Linked DNA regions of Mus musculus: region 1 is linked to region 2. The links are chromatin contacts, called in public Hi-C maps. All regions are on one chromosome and are shown on one strand. The core of a region is the stretch at or near the end of the contact, and the rest is flanking DNA. Distances in the headings are between cores, read along the strand shown. Region 1 overlaps 4930412B13Rik (RIKEN cDNA 4930412B13 gene). Region 2 overlaps Gm13985 (predicted gene 13985).

Region 1 (5,256 bases), core at 2,114-4,613, 100 kb before region 2:
TCAGTGAATCTGCTTCCTTATTGACAGAGCATGTGGAGAGTGTTGATGGCCCTCTCAGGACTAATGAGATGGTACTCACAAAGAGCGTTGTAGGAAGGAATGCAAGATGTCTAAATCAGTAATATTAAAAGTGCCTAAAACATGTGCCTGGGGCTTGAAAGAGGGCTCATTGGTTAAGAGCTCTGGCTGCTCTTCCAGAGGATCGCGTGGTTCACAAGAACCTGTAACCTCAGTTCCAAGAAACCAGACACCCTCTTATGGCCTGCATGCCTGTGTTTCATAGGCTTACATGGAGACAAAACACACCTTTACACAAACTAAACACATAAAAGCAACATGTGCCCACTGCTAGTAAATGGAAGATATGGGTGAACATATAATCCAAGACATGGGAAATTGTTTAATGGTTCTCAATGATGAACTGAATAAATAAGATGATTGATTATTACACACAATGTAGTTTCATGCTTCAAAAAAAATAGCCTAAAGTCTGATATTTTTGTTCTCAATACACAGAGGATATATTTGAACAGTCCCATCAGAAATCCCTAGCCATTGAGGGTGGCAATTAGAAATAGAGGAAAAGGTTGGCTCCCTGAGTCTGTTTCCCAGGAGACAACATGGAGGATGCTCTAATACTCCTGCTGTGTCTTAAGCCTGTCTAATAAATTTGCATCTATAATGGTAACTGTGACAGATGCCAGCCTAAGCTTGGAGGTTGGCCACCCTCACCCTCTCACTTCAAAGTTGCTCAAGATCTTTCGTTCTCAGGATCTAAGAGGAAGTTGCAAGTCATTACACCCAGAGAAGCACCTGTGAAAGGCACACCTTGCTTTGACACGCTAATCAGACACTTCATTTCCATTCATTCAATGTGCAGCCAGCTGCCTTAAAGAACAGTCTTTTCTGTAGTTGAGGCTCTGGGAACTGTTTTAAAAACTGTTTATTGAAATGAGATGACTTTAGTTTCTTAACTAAAATCTTTCACTGGATTCTCTTAGTGATTAGATCTAAAATCCAATCTTGTTCTCCATCCCTTTGTTTTGTTTTTAACTCCAGGTGGTTCCTGATCTCCTCTGGCCAGGACAGCTTCCTTTCTGCATAACCTATGTCCTCCCAACCAGAGCCTCTGCCCTTAATGCTACTCTCTACCTGGCTAAAATCCTGTGCCTTAGATCTCCCTCTCCTGGGAGTCTCATTTCTCAGTTCAACAGGCCTTCCCTGAGCACATGATCTGAGGCCATAGCCTCTCTCCATCCTGTGGCTCAGTTTAGTGTTCTGTGAAGAACTTGTAGGAAGGTCAGTTCCCTGGCTCCTTTGCTATCTATGATTATTTCCTTCTCATGAGAGTAGCATTATCGAGCTATCTTCATCACCCATGGAGACTCATGCCAGAAGAATATCTGAGCACAGTCGATTCTTATCCAGTGGGACCCACATATTTACACCTTTTCTGATATTTTAATAGCTGTAGTTGTACCTATGAAGCATGCATACTTCTTATACTTTGAATTTGAAAAGTCCCCCACTGGCTCAAGGTTTGAACGCTTGCTTCCAGTGGGCGATGGCATTTTCTGCTCACTTTGGTTTATTTTAAAGAGAGACTACATGTGGGATGTGGAATATAGGGATATAGATGTTTGGAGGCTAGATAACCATGGAAACACTTCTGGTTAATTGCCTTTACTTTATTCAGTGGTGTAAATAGTCATCTAACAAACAATCCTTACTCCCACCTTTTCTAGGAGAAGGCTTTAACCAAACACAACCTTTCTGACTTTGCGTTTTCCTATGGTTGAGTTCTTCATCTACATTTTAGGATTAAGTGGTACAAAATGGCTGAGACACCTCTGATATCAAGGCTTTAAAAAATTAAATGTATTAATGCAAATACCTCAGTTTTCACATGGGAGTCTAAGTGATGAATCTGTTGCATTCTTTCTAGTTCTAGGTGGCCATTTTCTCCCCTTCTTTATCTGTAGTGCCTAGTGTTAGTAGGTGCTCAATGCACTAGTGAATCAGTGGATAGATAGAAACCATTATCATTTCTTCCTTTCCTCTGCCAACTCAGCATGTGCTTATTGTAAGCGTTGCTCACTTGGATTTATTTTTCCCTTTGGTAAACTATTGTGCATTGAATAGAACATGTTTACAGAGGTACTTTTCTCTTAATTTTGGTTTGAATGTTGTTATTATGAATGTATGTATATATGTACATATGTTTGTATATATGTTTTGTCAAGGCATCAGGTCTGGATGTGGATTTTAGTATCTAAGCACTCTGAGAATTGGAGGACAATGGCCAAATAAACAATGCTCAGGAAGAAGGGTGCGTTGGCTGTAAATGTTCTTCTCTGGTGTTGGCTCCGGATTAATTGCAACTTTTTACTTAATCAGAACCCCTGAGCATCCATTGTCATGGCCACTGAGGAAACTCTGGAGTCAAGACCTTTCTGAATCATGTCTTAGTATGTTGGGCAATGCCTTTATTTTGGGATTTGGGTTATTTGTGGATTGCCCTTTTATGGTATAAATGAGCTGGACTGTTTATTTCCATTTTGCAATAAAAAAGGTACTGCCGACTTAGCCAGAAGGCACATACTTTTACTCTGAATTGCTTTCTGGCTATTTTTCCAGTGACATTTGATGTTAAGCTGTGAAACACATTATCCCCACTCACTCCTCTCATCCATCTCTCCCCTCAAACATTTCCTTTTAGGTGGATCAAAACCAATGCTTCAAAAAATGAAGCCAATAGTATTTGATGACTTCTTTACTGTGTGAAACTACCAGAGAGGTTGGAATATATGCCTGTTGGGTCCCAAGCTGCTGCCGTCAAAGAATCTCTGCTGGCCAGCCAGGTGTTCCAGAATATTTTGCCTTCGGGCTGGCCTGCTGGGGACTGGCATTGACATATGTCTGGGCTTCAGTATTTTCTGTGTAGCTTCAAATGCTCTCTTTGGGCACATTTACTAGGTCACATAAGGATTATTGGGTATGGCACAGCAGCCTTCAAGGCCATAACGTTATGTATGCCTGAGACATGTTCTCCAGATAGAGAATATTTATAGGTCTTCAGAACTTCTAGGTTGTTTTTACTTTTTTTCATTTTCCCACCTGAATGTAGTCTCTGATCTCCATTTATTTTATTGCATTTTCCCCAGCTTCTTTGTTTCTTTAGCCATTCAAGACCTTACCTTCAAACCTATGCCTTGCTAACAGTAACAGATCCGGCTCCCCTCTCACATGCATAACTTCGCCCTGCCAAATAAAAGTTTAAAACTTTCAACCGAGGACTGTTTCTTTCCAGCTGAAAGTTCCTGTCTGTAGTCTGCCTGCCCTTTGTTTCATTTCTACTCTGCCTCGTTAAGCTCATGGTACCTCATAGCTGACTGACTCATAGTCTTGGTATGTAGTAGAAGATTCCTGTCTTTTCTTTTCATTTTGGTGACATTTCTTAGAAATGACCTGACCCTTGTGACACAGCTGATAATAAAGATGTTTTCAGACTTTTTAATAAGACCAAGTGGTAGCAGTTTAATAAAAGTTGAGTAAAATAATAATTTCAAAAGCGTACTTACAGAAATAAGATGACAATGGGTTTCCAATTGGCGGCAATAACTTGGGTATTAATACATTGATTCCTCAAAAGAGAATTGATTTTTTTCTCCTCATCTTGTCAAAAATGTCCTGTAGATTGAAGAGAAAAGATGCTTTGTGAAAGTCACTATGACATGTCAATCTATTACTACTGAAGGCTGCCTCAAATCTGTCAAATATTTTAGTGGTATGTGTTGTGGTTTATAAAAAGAAAGAGACCAGAGATATGTTTGGCGGAGGTGTGGTAAGGTGTAGGGCAAGGGGATGCCTCTGTGGGCCCATGCTGAGGCATCCCTTCCCCCTCTGAGGTACCAGCCACAGGATAGTGTAGTCTAGAATAGAGTTTATTCCGGGAATAGGGAGGGGAGTTAGAAAAAAGGCAGAGAGAGACAAGAGGAGTAGAGGCCAGCCATGGAGAGAAGGGGAAAGGGAATGGGGAGGAAGAGGGTAAGAGAGCAAGAGAGCAAGAGAGCAAGGAGGGGTCCAGCAGCTCCTTTTATAGTGAGTCAGGCACACCTGGCTGTTGCCAGGTAACAGCGGGGCGGAGCCTAGACTAAATGCCAACGGTATGGAAAAAGAATACACATAGGGTAGTCCCATTTAATTAATTAACAACAAAACAAAACAAACAGGTTCTAATCTTGTGGAAAACCCAACCAGAGAAAACAGAATCCATCTAGAACCAGACTATACATTGGTAAATTAAAGACTCTGATAAGTTTTATACAAAGGAACTGTCTGATTTGGTATTGCTCACATTTATTGATCTGTGCGATTCTATTATCATAAAATATAAAACAACTCATAGAAAGTGTCCACAGAAGATAATGGTTTTGATTTTCCAAAAAGCATAGGCATCCTTGAAATAATATATTTGAAACACGTTGGTGAAAACGTTCTGCTTTAAGAGGTAAATCTCTGCCAGAAAAAGGACAAGAGCAAGGAGAAGCAGACATGGAAATCCACATCACTGGGAGCAGAAGAACAGTCGCGCTGATTCTCCACGAAGTCCATGCTTCTACAGCCCCGCTGCATATCGGATCGTATCATTTATTTTGTCAGTCTTTGAAGACAGCTGATGGAATTTTTATTTGCAAGACTATATGACAAAAATTATCTTCCGAGTCATTAATTGAATATTTTCCCAATGTATCCCTGGTGAATATTCATAATCATATTGCTTTAATGGGTTCAAGTCATTGGCCGTTGTTCCTACTTAAGCTTCATCAATTAGATTTCCTACAAATTACACACATGCACATGCATACCATACTTCCAAGGGTGCCTGTTTCTCATTCTGAGGTGGTGTGTAATGAACGATCACTGTGAACCTGGGCAACAGCTGTCCTGCAGATGTTCCAGAGTTAAATGAGTTATACATAAAAAGTTTACTGGAGTCAGAATTTCTCACCACAATCCCAAGCATTTTAACTCATTATTTCCCTTTGATTTTCAAACCAAGTAAGTAAGGGACAATATGCTGTTTTAAAGCCCAATGGGCACTCTCATTCAGTCCCTCCCTCCTAGTCTGTGTCTCTCCCTCTCTCTCTCCCTTTCTCTCTCCCTTTCTCTCTCCCTTTCTCTCTCCCTTTCTCTCTCCCTTTCTCTCTCCCTTTCTCTCTCTCTCTCTCTCTCTCTCTCTCTCTCTCTCTCTCT
Region 2 (5,408 bases), core at 2,168-4,667:
CTCTTTAAGATATTAGGTGTACTTGCTAGAGTGCTTTGGTTGGTAAGAGTGAGCTAAATCCTATTCAAAATGACCGTATAAGCAGAACAGAAAATCTTTGGGTTTGTATGTAGAAGTACTACAGTCATTGCTAAACTAATGTCTTTCTGCTTCTTATCCTTGTCTTTTGCATGATAGCAGGCCTGTTTGCTGTTGCTAAGTTTAAAAATGGGGACAACTACAGGCTGATTCCTTAGTCCAATATGCCTACAGCAGTATTTGGAGGATATAAAGCTGTACTTATCAATTACTGAAAAAGAAGGGCTCATCTTATTTAGCCTAGTCAGGTCCAGATAGAAGGGCACAGGAAGATGCGACCTTTGTTCATATTAAAGGGCCAGCTGTCTAAGATCACTTCCTAATGTTTTTTGTAGGATGGGGATTTATATATAAAACTCCCTGAGTTGTTTTACAAAAGTATACTTTGTGATGCAACAACTGAAATATAGAAAATTGAAAGTATATTGGATCTTAATACACTAACCATATTACTGATCTGTTCAATGGGGGGTACGCTAACAGGCCAGCCCTACCACTACATTATATATAGAAAAACGTCATCATGGGGGAAAAACTGAAAGTGACAGATAAGATAGAAACTTCATGAAAATGGTGGGGCAGTTTTCAATTCAGTGAATGATTACAAAAATCTGTAAATGGTACAGTGAAGTAGTCCCTTTACTTTGATGAGGGTGAAAGTTTACTTATGGAAGCTGTTGTTGATAAATTATCATAAAGTAGTGGAATAAAATGATTTGAAGTTTGATCCAAAGTTGTGACAATGACTGTGGACTGATGTAGCCTGTCACCCACTGAGAACTGGCAGTTCTCCTGGGCACCATTTCCTGGGCTCAGCTGTGGTTTCTCATAGACAAAATGGCACCCAGCAAACCTGAAATTGCATTGTATTCCAAATATTCTTCAGTATTATGAGTTGTGAAAATAAGAATTTATACAGAGCCGGGTGGTGGTGGCGCACGCCTTTAATCCCAGCACTTGGGAGGCAGAGGCAGGCGGATTTCTGAGTTCGAGGCCAGCCTGGTCTACAGAGTGAGTTCCAGGACAGCCAGGACTATACAGAGAAACCCTGTCTCAAAAAAAAAAAAAAAGAATTTATACAGAACCAAGGAAGGGGAGATACATGGTTATAGAGTTTTTGTCTGTTCTTACTTAGGCACGAATCTCTATTTGCTAACATCATGCCTTGCTATAGTTTTGAACTTAATAATTGCAGAATTGAAGCTTATATCTCAGGACAGGAATTTCCACTTATGTTCCAACATTCCTCCTCTCCTGTGCAAAACCACAGCACTGAGGTCATCTAATCCCTTGCTTTTATGCTTTCCTCCATAGTCCAATACTGTCTCTTCTCTCTGGTCTTTTGACCACAGTATAAAGGGAGATATTTGTTTTGGCTCCTTCACTCCCTTTATTTGTTTTTACTGGTGATAGGTCATGCTGGTAAGAAGTGGAATGCAGAAAACAGAAGCAAAGGATCTCTAGGCTTTGATATAATAAAGGGTTTGATCTCATCCATTTTCACTAGGTTTTAAAATACCTTTTTTTTTTTTGCAACTGTTATACAGTTCTATAATTAGTTTAAAAATTAAAAATGTTTAAATTGCCCTTGGATTTTAAATTTTTTCTTTTTCTTTCTTTCTTTCTTTCTGTTTTCCTTCCTTCCCTTTTTGTCTTTTGTTTTTGTTTGTTCGCTTGTTTGCATATTTTTGTTTCAAGGCTTGGGTTCTGGTTTTCATCTTCATACTAAGCCACTATAGTAACCCAGTATGGCCTGTCTGTTTGTGGCTTTAGTGTCCTCACCTATAGGGTGTGGGATTAGGCTGACGGGTCTCCACTCTTTCTTCAGGCTGAAAGAACTTATTACAAAACATTTTAGGTCAAAGATCTTAGCTTTGAAATATCAGGCTGGTTGTTACTTATTTAAATTATACTCCTTAAACAGCCATTGCCAGGGCATTATGCCATTGAGAAATAAACTATGCATATCCTGCCTCAGTCTTAGAAGTGTAGGGCTAACATATACATTCTATTTGCACATAGATTTAGCAAATTTGGGATTCTCTCCTTCTATATAGTAAGATAAATATAGATATATCCATACAGACTTAACTTCAATTAATTTTCATAGCTCTAGAAGCCTTGAGTAAAATGACAACAGCCATTACATATCATGGAACCCCAATGATATTGCATGTGACTGTGGTGAGCTTGAAATAAGAAAGATTTGTTCTTCCAAACTTGTGCTGCTGATAAGCTTATTAAGAATATTTTATTCAACTAAATTAAAATAAAAAGTAATAGTAAAATACATCAAACACAGATATTCATCAGATAGTCTTACTAGGCAAGCAATCTGTAGTCACCATATTGGAAGACCACTTGGCATATTTATTGGCTAGATGTGCAGATGCCTGCAGAATCAGCCATTTGGTTTCCAGTATAGACTTAGCAGAAGTGAGTAACTGCAAAAAGGTCAAGTTGGAAAGTAACCAAAGAGTTGAACAGTAAAGAAACATTATCTGTTCATACAGTTAATGGCAGTGTAATTAACAGGACAAGAAGAATGAAGATCCCCAACCCTTAGCATACAACACCATGAAAGAAATTCATAAACATTATTCTGAGTAAAATTTAAAAAACGACACTTACATATAAGGTGAAACATGTTTATATTATTAAAACCCAGAATAGAGTTTATCCATAGACAGTATGAGAGGAGATCCTGGGATAGTGTCTAATTTCTTCAGCTGTATCTTAGTTGGATTGATATGTCACATTTGTAGACATGTGTCTGGCATCACATGCCATCTATGATTAAGCTATTTTATCTGTGTCCATTATATTTCAACAATCATTTTGTAGTTTTTTTTCCCCATGTGCTAGTTCATTCAACTTACACAATAACTCCAGGCAATAAGAAGGGCGGGATAACTTTCTCCCAGTTACCAAGAAGTGAACCTGACTCAAAGTTTTGTCCAAAGCCTTTGGGCTGATTAGTCATAGATCAAGATCAGGTAAAAGAAGGCAGTGCTTTATAGGCAGATCGCTCTGATGCCTAAAAGGTATTTAATAAATACTGTCTAGTGCTAAGTTGTAGAGTTCCTAGTAACAAAAAGGTAGTCATCTTACCGTGAAATTTTCTGGGGCAGTGGTGCATGTGTATGTGTGTGTGTGAGTGTATAGTGTGTGTGTGTGTGTGTGTGTGTGTGTGTGTGTGTGTGTGTGTGTGTGTGTGAGATCTCTGGCTGGATCACATGCATTCTCTCCTCAGAAGGAAACAGAGATATGCTCTGATTCAAATGCCCTTGGTGCTGCCAAAATACCTGTGGAAAATTGTGCAACTATGTCCCTCTAGGGCTTAGAAGTGAATGAGTCACACCCTCAGTTCTCAGACATAGTGCCCAGGAAAACAGGAAAGCTCACGTCGGCAGAAATCCATTATGTGACCTTGGATTAATCATTGAGCTTCTTTAGGGGCAATTGTCTGAAAGACCAATAGTATGAGATTCCCTCACTTAGAACCATATGTGTGTTCCTCCTGTAGTATACCTTTGTGAGGTTCCCTAAGGTTTTTTCCCTTCCACACATGCAACCATATTTCATCATTTTTAGAGGCATTGGACTGTATTCAAACTTGCCAGTTCCCTTCTGGTCACTTAAGATCAGATTTTACTTGTTTACATTTGAAATTCAGCATGGCCAGTTCCCTGCCTATCTTTAGCTAAGAAAGAAGACAATCAACTGAGTTATATAAGTAACCAGAAGTCATATGCAATTTCTTAATCATGCTTCCTCACAAAATATTCTATAGATGAGCTAGGATGTGGTACAGTGGTTGCTAAGCATGGCACAGGGCCATGAGTTCTATCCCCAAAAGTGCAAAAAAAAAAAAGTGTAATAAAACTTTTCTTGTCAACATAAAATTCCAGTTATTTATGATGTGGAAAACAAAAGAGATAAGAAGTCCCAGAAATGAAATCTGTAATTACTTGGATAATAACTCTGAACCTTCTTTGGAAAAAAATATGTAGAATGTAAAATGTTTTGATTTAGGGCTCAACTGTAATGTCAAGGTCATCCAATCATCCAATGAGCTCAGAAGGAATCTGAGAAAAATAAAGAGATAAATAGAAGCAGATGTTTGGAAACACTTGAATATTGCTAGGGAAATTGTATGGTTAGAAATCAAAATGTCTGTGTTGTATCCTCCACCCTAATAAGGCTATGATATCAGGCATTTAAGTGGCTGTTCAGCAACTTTTCAGAAAAGAGCCATGGTTCCATGTCCTCTATCACTAAATGCCTCCATGAGGTGTATTTTGAAATGAAGTCTTTGTTAGGATACCCCGAAGGAGCTATCCTGTCATGATTTCTATTACTCAAGACCTGCATTTAAAATTAGCAAAAGAGCATTTTGTTGGCAAGGAGATAACATTAGAAAGATTTTGTTTTTCAATTGGTCAGCACTTTCATCCTCAGAAGCAAACTTCTCTTGCTTTTAGTTGGTACAATGGCAAGAAGTAGAAACTCCCAGTTTATATTTAGTTGTCAAAGCATGACGTGCTGTTAACATAGTTCTGTGGAAGATATCGAGCCCTAAGGATCAAACCACAGATTAACAAAAGCCCAGTGAGGAGGTAGGATCTTCTGAAGTCCTCGGAGGGAAGGCTGGCCACGCGTCATGTGAAGGTGGCAAAGGAGAGGTCATTGCAATATGGGATTCAGGAGTCTCGAGAAGGGAGGTAATTAGTGAGAAAGGTTCAAAAATGGGGTAGTAATACTTAGTTGACATTTTGCTCTGCAAAGTTCCTGTTTGTTTTGTTGAGTCATCATCAAAAGCTCCAATCTTCCTAGTCGAAGAGGCAGAGAAACCATGATCATTTCCATCTGCTTACGAAGTCTGCACTGATCTAGCTTTGGAATTCTTGCCTTCTGCTTATCAAGGACCCAGATAAACTAACCCTTCCCCCAAATTGCACTTCCTTCCTCTGTGAAGCCCAGCCCACTTTAAGGAATTGCTTTGAAACTTTCAGGAAATGGTTACTGTGAACTGTTTATTTCAGAGCCTAAAGTATATTAAATATATTAAGCATTTTTAAGTGTTGTTGCTGGCCATGAAAATAACTTTGAATGTATTTACAATGAGGGGTTCCCTTCCCTTAGGTTTTAAGACAGAGTTTCACTATGTTCAGGTTGCCCTACAGCTAACACTAGGGTTTCTGTACCTGCATTTCACGTAAGTGCCACCGTACTGCCTAGGCATCCCCATTATAAGCTGAGCACAACCAGATGGGCCTGCCAATAGTTTCTGATCATAGAGAAGGAATCTCCAAGGTGAAGGAAAGCTA

What was found. Hi-C and Micro-C count contacts between places; a contact is called where the count stands out from the background.
Region 1: a contact with region 2 is called in a Hi-C map of epidermal suprabasal cells, with 2.4 times the contacts expected there. The contact joins two enhancer-like sites. A contact is called at or near these places in 1 of 39 promoter capture datasets (the 3T3-L1 cell line), 2 of 15 datasets of contacts at CTCF or cohesin (the NIH/3T3 cell line and large pre-B cells), 5 of 484 Hi-C or Micro-C datasets (the C10 cell line, embryonic fibroblasts, epidermal suprabasal cells and 2 more) and 1 of 115 datasets of contacts at active chromatin or transcription factors (vascular smooth muscle cells).

The regions. Positions count from the first base shown.
Region 1 is chr2:117,901,183-117,906,438 of GRCm38.p6, reverse strand. 4930412B13Rik (RIKEN cDNA 4930412B13 gene) reads right to left here. Exons shown (of 6, transcript NR_040631.1): 4 at 3,582-3,690; 5 at 3,198-3,261. The region is part of intron 8 of Gm13986 (predicted gene 13986); the gene reads left to right. Among named protein-coding and RNA genes, the nearest start is that of 4930412B13Rik, 82 kb to the right of the region's middle. Within about 2 kb of position 3,363, at least 39 of the 459 cell types and tissues checked have an H3K27ac peak or open chromatin away from gene starts, as enhancers often do.
Region 2 is chr2:117,800,905-117,806,312 of GRCm38.p6, reverse strand. Gm13985 (predicted gene 13985) reads left to right here. Exons shown (of 3, transcript NR_126427.1): 3 at 1-1,664. Among named protein-coding and RNA genes, the nearest start is that of Gm13985, 9.2 kb to the left of the region's middle. Within about 2 kb of position 3,417, at least 51 of the 459 cell types and tissues checked have an H3K27ac peak or open chromatin away from gene starts, as enhancers often do.